2 separate regions of the Mus musculus genome follow, and region 1 is linked to region 2. A link is a contact called in public HiChIP or PLAC-seq data. All regions are on one chromosome and are shown on one strand. The core of a region is the stretch at or near the end of the contact, and the rest is flanking DNA. Distances in the headings are between cores, read along the strand shown. Region 1 overlaps Rev3l (REV3 like, DNA directed polymerase zeta catalytic subunit). Region 2 has its middle 29 kb from the start of Ccn6.

Evidence for each region. HiChIP or PLAC-seq counts read pairs in DNA pulled down with a chosen protein or histone mark.
Region 1: a contact with region 2 is called in an H3K27ac HiChIP or PLAC-seq map of T-cell acute lymphoblastic leukemia, with 4 times the contacts expected there. The contact joins two enhancer-like sites. A contact is called at or near these places in 1 of 15 datasets of contacts at CTCF or cohesin (the NIH/3T3 cell line) and 3 of 115 datasets of contacts at active chromatin or transcription factors (T-cell acute lymphoblastic leukemia, acute myeloid leukemia and large pre-B cells).

The regions. Positions count from the first base shown.
Region 1 is chr10:39,773,224-39,775,923 of GRCm38.p6, reverse strand. The region is part of intron 1 of Rev3l (REV3 like, DNA directed polymerase zeta catalytic subunit); the gene reads right to left. Among named protein-coding and RNA genes, the nearest start is that of Rev3l, 42 kb to the right of the region's middle. Within about 2 kb of position 1,438, at least 29 of the 459 cell types and tissues checked have an H3K27ac peak or open chromatin away from gene starts, as enhancers often do. A contact at or near this core is called in T-cell acute lymphoblastic leukemia, where this site is marked.
Region 2 is chr10:39,191,513-39,194,212 of GRCm38.p6, reverse strand. No RefSeq gene overlaps it. Among named protein-coding and RNA genes, the nearest start is that of Ccn6, 29 kb to the right of the region's middle. Within about 2 kb of position 1,327, at least 73 of the 459 cell types and tissues checked have an H3K27ac peak or open chromatin away from gene starts, as enhancers often do. A contact at or near this core is called in T-cell acute lymphoblastic leukemia, where this site is marked.

The DNA.
Region 1 (2,700 bases), core at 189-2,688, 580 kb before region 2:
GCCCGCTACAACTATTTTTTTGATAATTATACTACAAAGTTGTTGAAATAATACATAAAAGCTCATTTAACTTAATTGTCATACAAAAGAAATCAGTAACTACTTTGACTTTTAGTAACTATGAAACTCAATTTGCATACTGCCAAAAGCCCTACACTGTGACTTATCATTTTCTTTTTTGTAAAGCCTGGACCAAAGTGTGGATGCTTCAGTCTTTCCTAGAAGGGGAAACAAAATACTCAAGGGAGGAAGTAGGGAGACAAAGTGTGAAGCAGAGACTGAAGGGAAAGCCATCTTTCCTTCAGTCTGCCCCACTAGGGATCCATCCCATATATAGTCACCAAACCCAGACACTATTGTGGATGCCAAGAAGTGCTTGCTGACAGGAGCATGATATAGCTGCCTCCTGAGAGGCCCTTGCCAGTGTCTGACAAATACAGAGGTGGATGCTCACAGCCATCCATTGGACTGAGCACGGGGGTCCCCAATAGAGGAGTTAGAGAAAGGACTGAAGGAGTTGAAGGGGTTTGCAGCTCTGGTTGGTTGAAAAACAATAGCAACCAACCAGACCCCAGAGTGCTCCCAGGGACTAAACCACCAACCAAAGAGTACACATGGAGGGACCCATGGCTTCAGTCACTTATGTAGAAGAGGATAGCCTTGTCGGGCATTAATGGGAGAGGCCCTTGGTCCTGTGAAGGGTCAATGCCCCGTGTAGAGGAATGCCAGGGTGGGGAGGCAGGAGTGGGTGGGTCAGTTGGGGAATACCCTCATATAAGCAGGATGGGATAGGAGGTTTCCTGGGGGGGGGGGGGAGATGCTGAAGTGTAAAAAAAAATAAAAATAAAAATAAAACCACAACAACAGGTAAGATGAGTAGTTTGGTTTTTTTGCTTATTCTACTTCTAGGAATTAAACTCAGAGTGAGTGCTCTACCAGTGAGCCATACCTCCTGCTGAGGAACCAAGTGGGGGTGTTTTTTAAACATTTTAAGACTTATTTTGGGTATATAGGTAATATCCTTGTTTTGTATGTCGTGTTTGGAAGCTATTTAACACATGCACAGCTGCCTTATAGTTCTTATAGTTACACTAGAACTGTTGAAAGAAGTTGAGAGAGAGGATGTGTGTGTTCTATAGCTCCATGACTAGATTTTAGCTGGTCAGTAAGCCTGTAGCCTAGGCTAGGGTTTCATAAGCACTTCTCAGCTTTCCTCCCCTTTTCCATCAAACAAGAATGCGAGTGGTGTCTGCAACTGCATTTCTCGTTCTGGAAATGACTAGCCTCTGGGTAGCTTCCCATTTCCAGCTTCCCGGCTAGCAGTGCAAAGGCACCCCACCATCACCAACACCTTCAGTGGAAAGTCTAATGGAAGGCTGGGGGCTGCTAACGTTGGGCAACAGCAACTGTTAATACAGATGTTCACGCTCAGATTCCAACTACTTAGACTTCATTTCCTCACCACTTCCTGGCTCTACTGGCTTCTTTAGCAAGACGTGGCTCTCACTACTCACTTGTCTTCTAGCTTGGACATTTACCTTGTGACTTTGTTTTTTTGTTTTGTGTATTGTTTATTTTTATTGAGAGAAGATTTCACTATACAACTCTAGCTGTCCTGGAATTCACTATGTAGACCAGGTTGCTTTCAGACTCATAAAGATCTGCCTACTTCTGCCTCCCAAGTGCTGGGATCAAAGGTGCCAGCTTTGGTTTGGTTCCTTTTTAAAAAATAGGTTTTCAGGTTGTTCAGGTTCTTTTTTTACTGTGAAGACAAGCATGACAATCTCACTTCCTCCCTCTTCCCTCTCATCCTAGTCAGGTCTTCTATGGAGCTCAGATGGCCGTGAGCTGCAGATCGTGCCTCGGCCTCTCAAGGGCTGCTGTGTGCCACCAAACTTGGCACAATCTCTCATTTCTTTACATAGCTAAATTGAATCATAAATTGCAATATCTAATTGAATTTCTCTTTCTGAGAATAAGATGCCTTAGGTTCATCTTGTACTTTGTCTGCCCCAGATCTAGAATAAGTGATTTCTGTAGAGACACCCCCCTTTTTAAAAATGGGTAATGTTTAGAAATCAGAATCTGGAAACAGTGTAATCACAACATTAAGATGTTCAAGAATTCCTCCTTGGCTACATAGCAAGTTTGAGGTCAGCCTGGACTATGAGATTTGTCTGAAAATTCCCTCTCTTCCTAATCAGGTCTTTTATGTAGCTCAGATTGTCTTGAACTCCCAATCCTGCCTCAGCAACTCAAGTGCTGGTATGTGGCATCAAACGTGGCACAATTTCTAATAATTTCACCGACATATATTTCTGTTTCTATTCTATGAAAAACTATGAGCTCAAAATGATACCTCAGATCTCAACCCAATAACGTAGAGACATCCTGGTCCTCTATATGTTACTCTCCTGAGCAATAACAAGAAACCTGGTTCTGCTATTTGAAATATATGGTTTATTTATTATATATTTATAATTATATGGCTTCATACAAGCTTAGAACACACACAAACATACATACATACACACACACAATCGCAGAGTTACTACTTCACCACTGAGAAAATTTTATTTAAAAACTAAGATTCAGTGTTTTCTGAGTATAGAAAGTTCCTATAGAGTGAAATCTATAAATGGGGAATTTAGTGAACCCTGAATTTTCACAAGTGCAACTGTCATGTTATACAACATTTCC
Region 2 (2,700 bases), core at 78-2,577:
AGTTTACATGGGAATACTTAGAGTCTGATTCTGCTCAAAGTGAAAGACTCCAAGAGGAGCCCCTCGCTCAGGCCTCAGGACAATAGTGGACACCCAAGAACTCACGACAGACCTGACAGACCGAGCTTGTTGCAAACCACATGAGGCTTTATTCGGGAAAGCCAGAGCTCTGGGGACGACTCATATCCCACGCAGGGGTAGAGGAGTCGAGGGGAAAGAATTCCCAGTTTTTATAGGCCCTCAGGGGGGAAAGGAGAAGGGGGAGATTAGGGGATTTCCAGATCTAAACAATGTCTATTTTCAAGAAATGGGTATGGGAGGGGTACAAGGAAAGAGTCTAATGAAGGTGCAGCAATGGGCACACACCTGGTCAGAACATTGGCAGACACACAGGTTCAAGGAGTGGCCAGATCATTGTGCACCTCTATTTTTCTAAATCAGCGAAGCTAGTTCTGCTAACACTGACGTCTATCTTGCCAATTTCAGGGCTTCTGTGTCCTTTTACATTCTGCCAGGATCTTTCAAAAGCAGGATCTGCCTTTATATCAAGCACCGGGTGTGGGAAGTGGCTTCTTTCATCACATTCTTTCCTCCCGTCTTTTTAATAAAAGCACAGGTAGCTCAGGGCACTTGTGCAAGAAATGCATCCACAGCTGCTCTTACTGCTGAAAAATGCAGAGAGAATGAGATGCAGCTTCTCAGCCCAGAGAGAAAAAAAAGAGTCGCAACTAGCACCTTGGGAGATATTGCCAATTCCCAGCCTCTGAACTCAGACCTCGTCTTTACATGGGTTTCCACTAGTGCCCAAATGACAAGGAGGTGGAATCATTCCTCAGAACCCAATTCATGTCTTTTAGAATTGTGTGCTTGGAGACATCTATGTGAGCTGTGTGCCAATGGACACAGTTCTTTCTGGTATATCATTTGCTTCAGTCTTTTCATAGCAAATGCTTTGTTTAAGAACCCTCCTAGGTACTCCTTCAGGTGGCCTGACAGAAGTGAACCCTAGATAATAACTCAAATCTATTCAATTGTCAGAGTGGGAAAACCAAAGTCCTTCCAGAGTGGAGCTTAGATTGGGTTTATTTCAGTCTAAGCCTGTAGAGTACTGCACCCTCACTGCAAGCAACCATTGTCCCTTATGCATGAAGCACAATGTATTGTACATGGTAGGCATTAACTAAATATATATTTAATGAAACTGAATTTCCTAACACTGTCAGCAAAACTTGCATATTATAGGTGGGGATTTTCAGATACCTTCTTCTGTCTTGCCCAATAGGGCTCTTCAGATCTCTGAGCTTCAACCGCCTAACCACATCCTGTTGTGCTCAGGCGCTCACAGCCAAAGGCTTGCAAAAGCAGTTGATTGTACTGAAGTCTACAGTGATAAGTGATTACCGATGATAACATTCTATAGTTGGCCTCCTGAGTATGAGAGTTATTGCCTCTGATGTTTAGAAGGTAGATGTGAGCTGGAGTCTCTTTCAGGACTGTAGAGAGGAACATATCCCCTAGGTAGCATTCCTCAAAAATGGATCAATTCAAAATGGCCTCTCATTTTGAGTCAAGATATTTGATACCTAAGAGTATTCCTACTAGAAGGACACAGTATGGACAGAAAATTAAGCTTAGGTGGTAAAATACTTGCCTAGCATGTACGAAGGAAGTCCTGGGCTTGATCCCTAGCACCAAATAAAACCTGGTGTGGTATCACATACCTCAGATCCCGGTATAGGAAGGATCAGGAGTTCAAGGTCATCCCAATTACATAGGAAGTACAAGGCCAGCCTGAGCTACCTGAGAGCCTGTCTCAAAACTAACAAAGTATGATAATTAGTTCTATTATCAACTTGTCACAATTTAGAATCACCAGAGAAGAGACTGAGCAGGGGATTATCTACATCAGTTTGGCTTGTTACAGTATAATTGAACCTGTTTCTAGTTAGGGTGTGACTCGCCTTAAGCACACCTCTTTATTCCCTCTGGCCAGAATACAGACACAACATTGGTACTCACCTTTAATCCCAAACAATGAAGGTAAAGTTATTTTGTAGACGGAAGCAGCCATGTTTGAAAGTGATGTCTAATTGAGTAGCAGACAAAGTGACAAAAATCAGAGAAAGATCTGACAGAATAGGATATGTCCAACTCTCCTGAGGAGAGGAAAGGAAAACTACTCAAGGAAGAGACAGACAGCATAGGAAGAAGAGAGTACAATACAGGATACAGTAGAGTTCCTGGAGAGGAGGACAATTGAGTTGAGAGGGAGAGTGGAGCAGCACAGAGAAGGAGAAGGAGGCAGTTTTACCAGGAGAGTTTTACAGAGACAGATGGAAGAGAGAACAAGCTAGACACAGGCAGACAGAACAAGCAAGAGAATGAGAAGGAGCCAGAAGATTAGAAGAGATTGTGAGAGTTAGTTGAGGCCAAGCAGAACAATTCAGAGGCTGAGAGAAAAACCAGATTGAATAAGTCAGGTGGGAGAGGAGTTCTCACCAGAGCAGCTGAGTCAAATCAGCCAGAGTTCAGAGAGAACAAAAGAGGGAAGGTGAGTTTATTTAGCAGTAAGTCTCAAAGACTGAAAACATTCTAGGCCTAGATTAAATTGTAAGGAGGCTAGAAGCTTCCAGGACTAGGTCTAGGTAGTAGACAGTCAGTAAACCTCCAAGACAACACTTTTAAAAGGAGAATAAAAGT